Regions from separate parts of the Nothobranchius furzeri genome. Here region 1 is linked to region 2. The links are chromatin contacts, called in public Micro-C maps. All regions are on one chromosome and are shown on one strand. Each heading gives the region's core, a stretch centred on a gene start, on an enhancer-like site or on the middle of the called end of the contact. The rest is flanking DNA. Distances are from core to core; before and after follow the strand shown.

Region 1 (2,970 bases), core at 434-2,933, 42 kb before region 2:
GAAATTCCAAACACCGCTGTGGACTACAATGAGCTCCCTCTTCTATAGCGACAAATGTTTTATATCCTAATTCCTACGGAGAGTCACTCTCCCTCTGCTGCACCAATAAACTGAAAACTGAGGACTATTTTTGGAGCGTTTTAGATCAGACGAGATGAACTGTTTTCCCATCAGATGCCAACATTGTTCAGAGGAAAAACAGAGAATTTTCCTGCAGCAGATTGCTGAGTGTGGCATGAAGCTGCTCTCTGTCACAAGGTGGGAGGCACAGCTATTTCTCCTGACTGGACCCTCACATGGAGGCTGTGGGAATGGACCACAGGAATCCTCCCACAAGAGAGTACGGATGGGACATGAATCCAAACACAGGCTCTGTGGTCTGTCCTCTGGTGGGTTAAGTATGTGAGTCAGAGGAACAATGTCAGCCTCTCTCTCGTGCCCCAGATCTCTGTTTTAGTCACATTAACTTTCCCTGAGAGGTGGGATGAAAGGCTCTGGGTTATGGGGTTGTTGGCACTTTCATGTTGTGTGTTTTTGCAGGGACAGAACAGCTGTTTAAATGTTATTCTATGATCGTGTCCAACCACTTAGTGCTTCACAAAGGACTCAGCTGTCCCAGGCTTTGTTTCACCATTTCCAGCAAACCTGACTTGAACCAAATTAAAAAAAAAAAAAAACAATAAACATTAAAATGTCAGTAAATCCTGGGACCACACTGGATGCTGCCACCACTCAGTGGACTCTCATCAGCTCCCACACAGTAACAGACTGTGTGGCCATAATAGGTGTGTTTTTGTATCGTGTAGGCATCATGTGGTGAGATGAAGAAAAGAAAGCTACCTTTCTGTACTCCAGTAAAACAGGATTTTAGTCCACATTCAGCTTCTTGACATCCAGAACAGAAATTAATTAGTGTGCAGAGAAACTGTTTCATTAGGGATGATTTTAGTAGATCAAACCCAAATATTCCCAAATATGTTTTGCAAAATGAAAACCAATTGTGTCAGGTCTGAGTATGGGCATACTGCTAAACCAAGTTAATCTTGAATTAAAACGTCTGTTCCTACAGCGGTTCACAGAGACAGATGAAACGGATCCATCATCATCGGCTTTTACACGAAAACCTGCCTTCAGAGCCCCATCAGAAAGCAGTCTGTTTCCTTTAACAACATCTTACTAAAACCAACCATTTTCCAAGCACACGTTATCCGAGTGCACGTAAGTGAAAGGACTGCCTCTCTGGTTCTAATCAGTTTTGCTTGTTTGGCGAGCACCATCTGCTGAGGACCAGACCCCTGCAGGGTGAAACTCAATCCAGATGCATTCTATTTGGCAACACCAGCGCTGTCTCAGACGGGATCTGCACGAACAACATGGTTCACTGCTCGTGCGATAGTAGAGATCTGTGTCATCTCAAATTTGGTGTTTGGTGTTGTCCTATTTACAGAAGTTTACTGATAAATTATGTATAGAACAAAATAAAGCTGCTTTTGCTCCAGTGTTAACACACAGCGTGCAGTAAAGATCAACCCGATACGTTCTGTGTGCATGACCAAACCGTCTGTCAGTACACGAGCAGACAGACTACTTTAGTGCATTCACACACACACACACACACACACACATACGCACGGTCTCTCTTTCACTCATATCCTGAGAGAAGTTCTGGGTTGTTACACAACAGCTGTAGAGTGCACCACACTCGAGGTGATGAAACCCTGCTGCTATACAGTCTGAGTGTGTCATACAGTACAGATGTGTGTTTCACATCTTTCTACTCTATAGTTTATTTGAATGTAGGGGCGTGAATTATTGGTAGACATCAAACTGTTGTTATATGGAGCACTGATTCAAAAAGGAATGGTTATGGTCATAGATAAATTCTAATACAGTGTTAGTTTTAAATGGTAAAATATAAATATGATTGTGACCAGATGTAATGTCCAAAAGGGTCAATTTTCACCTATATGTTGATCAGCATAATAACCTTTCATCTACAGAACTAAATCCACCTTCTATGTGGCCTTCCAGAACCAGTGTTGACATTCCATGAAGACAAAACATTCAAACAAACATTCTCTCCCAAGGTCCGACACTCTCTGCATGAATGCCAGACATTCTTCACTCTGAACAAGTGAAGTTTCCACAACTCATAAGTTAAATAATCATATGTGATGAATGAACAAGATGTTTGAATCAAAAGTTTGAATAACCTGTGCTTAAATCTATGAAATTAAAATGAATATTGTTCTTACAATGATCCATTCATATTACAAGTATGTGTTTGACAATCATTGTTTACACTCACACACATTACAATAAGATACATATTAAGGTTAAAAACATCTTTGTGTCTGAAGGAAGGCGTGGCTCTCTGAGGAATGTTTTGGTAAAGTCTTCCAGACATGCACTGAAAAAAGAGAATAGTTTAATCAACCTAATTGAATTGCTTTAATTGGTTACGAGCAATTTAATTAAGTTTATCCAACTTAAATTATTCTAATTGTACTAATGATTTAAGTTGGATGAACTTAATTAAATTGCTTGTTACCGATTGAAGCAATTTTTTTTAAGTTGGATCAACTTTTTCTTTTTACAGTGTGGCATATTCTGACTTGCCAGAATATGCCAGAAATGATAAATAATGAGGTTATTAAAACAGGATTTACTTCCCGAGTAATTCAGTTTCCAGTTGAGCCTCGATTCGGCCAAATCGGGAAAGAAGCCTCTTTTGAAACAAACTCCTTTGACCTTAAGTCAAAACCTTTCTGTGACGCTGCAAGTGATTACAGACACAACAGCTCTTTCCAGAGCTACTTCAACTCAGACATCCACCTTGGACACCTAACCTGCAGACCCCGGGTTGCATCTCAGGGTCGGGGAAGCTGAACTCAGAGGAAGCTACTATTGCATTGAGTATTGTGGTTTCGACGTCCGGTGACCTCACCACTCTGACCGCGACCCTCCGGA
Region 2 (3,178 bases), core at 317-2,816:
TAAAAGGTGAATGATGCTTGGTAACTTATTCACTTACCAAGATAAACAATGGCCAGCCTGTTTGAGCTGATCTAGCTGAATATTTAAATATTTCTGTGAATCTTAGTTTTCATGCGACTCCTTTCTAAATAAGTGTCTTATTTTTCCTCACGTTGTAAAAAACTTCTCGAGCTCTGCTGCAGAAATGAAATAGTACTGAAAAATCGCATCATTCATGTTTTTTTTAATTATTATTTCCTTTTCTCAGAGAATTCAGCCAGAACTACGGGTCAACTTTAGCCTTAAACAGCTTCAGACCACCAAAGAAGACAGAACACTCAGCTTCATGTGTTTTGTTTGGCTGTCATGCACCTTTCACACAAAACCTCAGACCCATGCTGTATTCCTCCCTCCCAACAGGAAAAATCAGACTGAAGTTAAAGGACAAGACGGAGCAGGGTATGGTTAGATTTTGGATAAAGTGGGAAAAAAGAATTCAGGAATGTATTCAGAGCAGAAAAGATAAGAGCGCACTGTAAATGAGCATGTGGATCTGAAAGTACAGATAAAGATGTTCATAGTCTAGACTGGAGCAGCAACCACCCTCCAAACATCTCTCAGTGGAGCTTCGTCTCCACACAGAACAAGCTGAAATAATCAACCGGTAAATTTGTTCTAAGTGTGTGTTCTCCGTGTTGTGAATCAAATCTGTGTTATTTTAGAAAAAGATCAAACATTCTCTGGAGATCAGAATCTGCTCAGATAATGAGCGTAATTAGCCGGTCCGTGAACTCACCATTACCTCAAACACTCCAACATCTGAGCCAGTCTCCACCAGGAAGCACCGTCATGCTATCAGATCTGTTTCTCCATACGTTCACGGATATTACTGCTGGAAGCATTTCTGATACATGAAGACAGCTTCTGTTTTAGGGAGTAAATAAACATCCAAATGATGAAGCATGTGTGTTTTTAAACAGAGACACAGAGGTCACTACATTAGGTTAACACTGGTCCTGGTCCTACGCTGAAAACCTTCCACTGGTGAATGAAACTAAATCTCTCAGAGCAGAGTGTTCATCTTTGACCCTCCACGTCTCTCCATCTCATGGGAAAACCAGTGGACCAGGGCAGATGTTGGGAAAACAGCCCGCCCTTCCTCTGTTGACAACAGCGTTTGTTCCTTTTCTGTAGAATCAAGAGCTGAAAAAAAAGATGAGGCTGACAATAAAATCCCAGCATCAGCTAAATATCAAACGCGGCCCTGGAAGCAGTGCAGCGGAGCCGGACTTGGCAGGAAGTTTGCTTCTGAGTTTGTGGTCGAGATGCTGGATAGAGCCAGAACACCAGACTGGTAAGTGGAGGCAGATGACGGTGTTCCTACCCACCCTCCTCTAGACCTCCCACTTTCTGGTGTGATTTTGGCTTTAATCCTACACCTTAAAATGAGAAACAATCCCTTATTTCACCAGATCCTCCCAAATACATCAGCCATTACTCTGAATGTTGATGGTCTCCTGAGCCAGTGACATCACAGCACACGTTCTTTGTCCAGAAGGAACTTACGCTTTATACCAGCGGGCCACCTTGTGGACACAAACCGGAAACGCAGCTGCCATGCACATTTATGATCCGGAAGTAGGATTATGGTGTGCTTTTAATATTATTTATCCTCCTTGTAGGAGACACCGAGCTATAAAACATGCAAATAATTGTTGTTGCAGTGAATGTCAGTTTTAAGAGGTTAGTGCAGACACTTCACAGCAGATCCATGCTTCATACTGTTAGATTTACCTCCAACTGAAAAAAAAAACCCAAATCTCATCAATTTTGAGCAAATAAGTGTAACGGGTTAGCATTCCTGTGACTGAAGGGTGCGTTCCTTTGTAGTAAACAGAAATGTTTTCTTTCATTTCTTTCTCTCCTGCCTCCGCGTTGACACCTTTCCACTTGAACGATTGCTACATTCCTAGCTGCTGTTCACGTAGCCTCCGACATTTTATTCTGTTCATTTTCCACCTCAGCTACTAAGACACTGAAAAACCTTATTTTTTTACAGGCTGAGTCTGGTTTCTGTTGTCCTCCTCCTGTTGTCAAAAACTCAAACTTGTTTATGTTAGCAGAGTCTCTGTTGCACCGACAGTGCATGTCTGCCCTGACTACAACATCAGCTTCTCTGAGACAGGTGCTGTCTGCACACGCACACACACACACACACACACACACACACACACACACACACCCACACACACACACACACACACACGCATGCACACACGCATCTAGACGAGTGCTACTGGAAACAGCCACCTTAGTGCCTGAGGAATGAAACAGTTACACATTCAGGTTTTTCTTGATCAGAGGAAGTGAAAACATCCTCCTGGTTGGCAGCGTGTTAACCAGCTTGAGGGCAGGGTGAGAGGGAGTGCTCACCTCTCGTATCTCTTGCAGAAAATGGCCCCTGAGGACGGTCTGACCCTGGTGACCCTCTTAGCCATTGTCACGGAGGGCTGCCGAATGGTTCTCAGTAACACTGCAGCTTCCAAACCAAGTGATGCAGCTTGTCTGAATGATTTCAGCAGACCTTCAGTAAAATGTGGTGAAAATGTGATATAAGGATGGCCATTTATAAATCTTGGGAGTTTGTTCTAACCCTCAAACCTCCAGGTGATATTTAAAGCCTGGCCTTGACTTCTCTCCCATGCTGTCCTTGACTGAAGCATTCATGGGCAGATGTGGCCTGCAGGCCAGAGGAGGCGTCACCAAAAGAACTAACAACAGCTTTTTATAACAAATCTTGAAGCAGGTGAAAACAATATTTATTCTGCTTCTTATGCTTTAGACTAAAGCCGGGCGTACACTGTGCGACTTTTTCACTTTTTTGAGCCGATTTTCCATTCGTGCGAGAATCCACGACATCGGGGCGAGTTTTGCGCCGAGCAGTCGTGTAGTGTACAGGGGGTTACGAGAGGCGATTAACACCACGTGACCAATTCAATTCAATTCAAGTTTATTTATATAGCGCCAAATCACGACAAGAGTCGTCTCAAGGCACTTCACATAATAAACATTCCAATTCACAGTTCATTAAGCCAATCAGAAATAATGTTTCCTATATAAGGAACCCAGCAAATTGCATCAAGTCACTGACTAGTGTCAGTGACTATACAGCAATCCTCATACTAAGCAAGCATGCAGC

Evidence for each region. Hi-C and Micro-C count contacts between places; a contact is called where the count stands out from the background.
Region 1: a contact with region 2 is called in a Micro-C map of tail fin, with 4 times the contacts expected there. The contact joins two enhancer-like sites. A contact is called at or near these places in 2 of 2 Hi-C or Micro-C datasets (skeletal muscle and tail fin).

The regions. Positions count from the first base shown.
Region 1 is chr5:4,071,249-4,074,218 of NfurGRZ-RIMD1, reverse strand. No RefSeq gene overlaps it. Among protein-coding and RNA genes, the nearest start is that of LOC139070069, 4.7 kb to the left of the region's middle. Within about 2 kb of position 1,683, at least 1 of the 3 cell types and tissues checked has an H3K27ac peak or open chromatin away from gene starts, as enhancers often do. A contact at or near this core is called in tail fin, where this site is marked.
Region 2 is chr5:4,028,874-4,032,051 of NfurGRZ-RIMD1, reverse strand. No RefSeq gene overlaps it. Among protein-coding and RNA genes, the nearest start is that of gper1, 8.8 kb to the right of the region's middle. Within about 2 kb of position 1,566, at least 1 of the 3 cell types and tissues checked has an H3K27ac peak or open chromatin away from gene starts, as enhancers often do. A contact at or near this core is called in tail fin, where this site is marked.